2 separate regions of the Mus musculus genome follow, and region 1 is linked to region 2. Evidence: chromatin contacts called from public ChIA-PET data. All regions are on one chromosome and are shown on one strand. Each heading gives the region's core, a stretch centred on a gene start, on an enhancer-like site or on the middle of the called end of the contact. The rest is flanking DNA. Distances are from core to core; before and after follow the strand shown.

What was found. ChIA-PET counts read pairs in DNA pulled down with a chosen protein or histone mark.
Region 1: an RNA polymerase II ChIA-PET map of memory CD8 T cells shows a contact between it and region 2, with 6 read pairs. The contact joins two enhancer-like sites. A contact is called at or near these places in 1 of 484 Hi-C or Micro-C datasets (embryonic stem cells) and 2 of 115 datasets of contacts at active chromatin or transcription factors (memory CD8 T cells and pancreatic cancer cells).

The regions. Positions count from the first base shown.
Region 1 is chr8:128,472,684-128,475,383 of GRCm38.p6, forward strand. The region is part of intron 9 of Nrp1 (neuropilin 1); the gene reads left to right. It overlaps Gm32643 (a long non-coding RNA gene), which reads right to left. Exons shown (of 7, transcript XR_003947627.1): 2 at 853-1,000; 3 at 372-541. Among named protein-coding and RNA genes, the nearest start is that of Gm32643, 19 kb to the right of the region's middle. Within about 2 kb of position 1,413, at least 32 of the 459 cell types and tissues checked have an H3K27ac peak or open chromatin away from gene starts, as enhancers often do. A contact at or near this core is called in memory CD8 T cells, where this site is marked.
Region 2 is chr8:128,267,073-128,269,772 of GRCm38.p6, forward strand. The region is part of intron 1 of A930035F09Rik (a long non-coding RNA gene); the gene reads right to left. Among named protein-coding and RNA genes, the nearest start is that of Mir21c, 9.8 kb to the right of the region's middle. Within about 2 kb of position 1,284, at least 28 of the 459 cell types and tissues checked have an H3K27ac peak or open chromatin away from gene starts, as enhancers often do. A contact at or near this core is called in memory CD8 T cells, where this site is marked.

The DNA.
Region 1 (2,700 bases), core at 163-2,662, 210 kb after region 2:
CCTAGCCACATCAGTATAGGCAGGACTTGTCTGTATAGTAATGGTGTTTTCATTACAATTAGCATCTCGATGACAACAACTTAATTGGGTCTAACAATACTATATGTCAGATTCTCAATTACTCACAGCACTTGCAGATCTATCAAGAGTCAGGACCTTGATAGCAAATGTATTCTTTTAAAAAAGGAAATTAATTAAGCTCTAGTGTTGACATGTTGGATTTCTACTGTTTTTTTTTTTTTTTGTTTTGTTTTTTTTTAAGGTTTAAAAGGCCAGTTAATTTACTTCAAGAACCCAGAGCCCTTAGTTGTTTGTCTGTCTCTTCCTACATGTTTCCTCTAGTCATGGCACATTATGTACGGGATACTCACATATTCTGCTGTGTTAGGACGCTGAGCCCATTGGATGTGTTCCCACTCTGCTTGGCATGGCTGAGTTGGCCACTCTATCTTGTTGCCAGTTTGATTCAAATTGTAGGCACATCAGTGAATATCAACATGATTCCTGAGTACAGACTTTTCTTGGAACTTGGTGTTCTTACCTAGTAGTGAAGAGATTAGAAGCTGGGTGCAGAAGACATCTCAGCTACACAGGAAGCCAAGGCAGAGGAACTGTAATCAGTCCTGGGTACCATAAGAAGACCCTCTCCCCTCAAAAGCAAACTAAAATGAAGAGATTGTACTACTTGATTTCTGATACAGGAGCATCTTAGTGATATGGCTACTAAGCCACTCTAGCTTTGAATCCTGGCTGTGCTATGAGCAAGTTCCTTAACTACTCTGTGACTTTGTTTCTTCATATATAAAAGATGTATAATGGCTCTAAAGATGGCTCTGGAGGTAAAGTGCTTACCTTGCAAGCATGAGGACCTAAATTTGATCAACCCACATGAAAAAGTCAGTTGTGGTGGTATGCACTTGTAGTCCTAGCAGTCGAGGAGGCGGAGGCAGATGGATCCCTTGGGCCTCTTCCCAGATAGAGGTGCTATTAGGATGCTGATCTGTATACCACAAAAGACACTGTTAAAAATCAAAACAAAAAAAAGAAGTAAATGATGCCTGAGAGAATAGTACCTCAAGTTGTCCTCTGGCCTCCATAAACACACACACTCATATATACATACACATTCATACATACATTTACATGTGCATATACATATGCATATACATACACACACATACACACACTTACACATACACATGCATATACACACATACACACACATACACACACATACACAGACTCATATACACATACACACATATAGATAAACACACACACACACACACACACAGGGTGAGGGTATGCTGGGACTGAGAGGTACCAATACACATTGTAATTCAACCAACCACTGGAATGTCCCTAGTAACCGAGACTGCTGTTGACTTCTAAAGTAAAAAGACCTTTGATCTCTGCCTTCAGCTGGTGGTACTCCTTAAGCAAACAGATTTCTACTTTCGGTTTAAACCAAGGTCTTGATATGTAGCTTTTGGATTCCATTAAACTATCTCTAAATTGAGGCTAACGATTAGGGGGAGAGCCCTTCCCTAGTGCAGAGAATGCCTTGTTTCTAACCCAAGCATCAAAAAAGGAAGTTAATTCTTTCTTCTTTATGGATTTAATTCATCCTCTTTAAGAGGACCAAGTTTGAGCATAATCAGGAACCTATAACTGGGGTGTTGACTGAAATATGGTATCTAATATAAATGATACCTTCTCTCTCTCTCTCTCTCTCTCTCTCTCTCTCTCTCTCTCTCTGTGTGTGTGTGTGTGTGTGTGTGTGTGTGTGTGTGTGTGTGTTTATACCAAGAGGTAGCAGATTCTCTTCCTATGTTATCTTCCTCCAGTTTTCTCAAATAAGTGATACAGAATCACAGATACAGTGATTGTATCATTTTAAAACATCCCATTAAATCATCAACTTCTGTAACAGCTGGTTATACTTTAAGATTCCTGAGAAATGACACTTAGACCATCTTTGTTTTTCCCTTTAGCACGTCTAAAGCCATTTCTAAAGGAATAGGTTCACTTCCTGCTTCTCTGTTCTATTAAGAGTCCTGATTCAGGAGGCTTGGGTGGTGGCTGAGTGTGTAAAGTACTCATTATGCAAGCAAGAAGGTCTGTTAAATCCCCTCCCCCAAATCCATGTACACAGTCAGTATGGCAGCTGAGAAGTGGAGACATGTGGGTCCCCTAAGCTCACTGGCTAGCCAGCATAGTCAGTTGGTGAGTTCCAGATACAGAGAACAGAGAGAGAGAGAGAGAGAGAGAGAGAGAGAGAGAGAGAGAGAGAGAGAGAGAGAGAGACCCAAATCGGGTAAATGCCACTCCCAAGTGTGCCTCCTTGGAATTTCTGGCATAGGACAGAGAGCTCAGAAAATACAGGCAGGTTCTCTCTAAACTTCCTTTACCTGATAACAAAGAACCTCTGAGTCCTGTCCAGGAATGTTATCAACCAGGAAGGGATGAAGATTATGTCACAGCAGAGAAGGCTGAGGTCAGACCTCAACTAGGCCTAGATGTAATGGGCACAGGTGTTATGTTTTCAGGACCCATTAATCATTTTCTGCTGTCTCAGCTACTTGCAGTCTCCTCCTTTCTCTAGAAAGAGAGATAGGAACTTCTAGAGCCCCCTGAGTATTCAGGAAGGTGGGGGTTTTTTGTTTGTTTGTTTGTTTGGTTGGTTGGTTGGTTGGTTGG
Region 2 (2,700 bases), core at 34-2,533:
CACTCCCAGCCCCTCCCCTCATTCCATGACGTTAGAATCAACAGATGCCCCAAGCTTCACGAATCATCCAAAAGCTCTGATCAGCCTGGACATATGCAGAAGACCCGATGTGGGGGACACACTGAAGGCATTTCTTCAGAGCTGATGGAGCAGTCAGAGTCAACTGGCAGCTATCCCCTCAGCCTCTTGCTTCCTAGAAGTGCCATCCCTCAAAGCTTCGCTTTTGATTATTTATTGTCACATAAACAGTCCAAACATCTATCAAACAAACAACCTAAATGTGAACCCTGTTTGTTTCCTCTGATCCCTTCTCAGCTGTCAGTAGCACCTCCCCTCTTCCCAGGCTCAGGAGCAGCAATCATCCATTATTACACTTCCTCCTCAGTCCCTGTTCATTCCCAAGGGGCTCCCCACTCCACTTCCTGAACAGCAATCCCACAAACAGAGCGTTTTCTTTCTCACTTCCCGCAGTGTCTCTAGTTTAGCCTAAAGTAATTTCCTGCTGGAACTGTGGAGAACCTTACCTCCCCACCACCAGCTCTCCCGCTTATCTCTTCACTCCTGGGAACCTAAGATTTTAGTAACAAAAATGTCTTATTTTCTCAGTTTCTCATGTTCCCAGCCCCAGATGTGTTCTATCCATGGGGGATTGTTTTTCTTTTAGATTCCCAGATTGGTTTCTCACTTCTCAATCATCTCACAATATGTATAGGACCTTCCTTTTAAATAAAATTAGTATTTCATAATATGCCTATCTTTTATTTTTTAGCTCATCATTCTTTTCTTAAACTCCATGCTGCCCCTGATATGAGTGGCTGGCCCCAATACCACAGCTCTATGTCAGTTCTTCCTTACAATTCAGAGATTCTCTGCATTGTAGCATATTGGAATTATAGGTTAACACACACACACACACACACACACTCATACAAACTGTACCATATCCTCTTCCAGAACTGTTTATTTATATACAACAAAGACTTATTTTGTTGCTAAGTCGTAAATACATGGTTTCTAAACACTGGTTATTTTGAATCACAACAAGCATGTCACAAGATGTGATCACTGCTATTTCTTTAAGAACACTTCCTGACCTTAGACAGGAAATGGGAAGTGGGCAGCCCTAGAATAGCTTTAAGGAAATACTGTGTTACAGAAACTACTGTGGGGATAACATGGGCCATTTCCTAGCCCAGGTAAAGGCAGGAGCAGAGGAAACCTGTCTCGGCTGCTTCACAGGGAGTATTCATACAAACTGTAAAGCGCCATTCTGTTTATTTAATGGCAGGACTTGAGGACCAGGGAGTGATTTGTCTAAAGTTAAGTGAGGGAGCTGGCTTGGTGCCTACTGTAAGTACGTGACACTGGACTCTTTGAGTCCTCGTCCTTGCACCCGAGTCTCTTCAATATGGTGTTTGCAGTAATGTTTCTGGTGGAAAAGCCTGCTGGGTTCCACAGAAGTCCCTGTTTCCTCTGTTCGAAAACTCATTGGCCCCTTTGTGGCACTGTAGAAGGGCTTTCTCTTACTATCTCAGGTGCTTGCCATGTTCATGTATGGCCCGGTTTTGTTGGCTTCTGTGCCTGATCACTTTGTCTTGTTGCTTCAGAGCTGTAGCTTGGAAAGTACCAAGAGCAGATCAGCTCCCTGTGTGGCCAGGAAATGAACAAGATAAAGGGCAGAGGCCCTATATTTTCCTTAAAGGGTGCACCCCTAACAGCTAGAAGACTTCCTACTACTTTTCTCATCTTCATTTCTGACCACCTCTCAAGGGGTGATCTAACCTTCAATCCATGGGCCCAGAGACATTTCAGATACAGACAAAAGCAGACTTTCTCTTTGGTTCCTCCCAGAGCTGGACAGTACAAAGATGGGTAGAAATGGCCAATGCTGTCCAATTATTACAACTCCATGCTATTCTAGAGACTGCTTCCTGTTTTAATATAGCCCTTCCTTCTAGAACATCCCTTAGAACTCTGTCATAACCGCTTTCACTGCTTAACACCTTGGGTTTGAATATGCAGTAGCAAAATAGAGATTTTTCACTGAAGCAGTTTCAAAGTCTCTTCTAAGACAGCAAGGAGCAGCGTGAGGCTCAGCCCCAGCAGCCCCAGCAGCCCCAGCAGCCCCAGCAGCCCCAGCAGCCCCAGCAGCCCCAGCAGCCCCAGCAGCCCCAGCAGTGTGATAGGAAGATGGAAGCACCCTCTGTTCTTTATGGATCACAAAGGCCTGAGCTAATTAGCGTTATTAGAAAGCCAATTAGACATACATTTTATTTCTCTGTGTGGTGGAAAGGGAGTATGCAGAAGCTGACTATGGAGGAGACACCTTTGCCTGTACTGTTGTGGACACGGTGTCTGGAGAAGACGGAGGGAAACTAGGTGGGGCCTGGGGGCTGTGAGATTCTCTTTCTTGAATATGAACTGGACCCAGTGCTCACACAGTCTTAGACTGTCTTTGGTGTACAACGAGCTTCTTTGCCTCATTCCCTGTTTTCCAGTGAGTTTCCCTTTTAGCTCATCTCCATTTTATTTTATTTCTTTCAGTCTTGTACTACTGGATCGTGTTGAATTCATGTTAAACACATTGTGGCTTGAATATGAAAAGTCCCCCAAGTAGTGGCACTCTTTTGGCAGGTTGTTGAACCTTCAGGAGTTATAGTTTTGCCACTGTGGGTCTGGAGGTACCATGCCTTCCCCTCC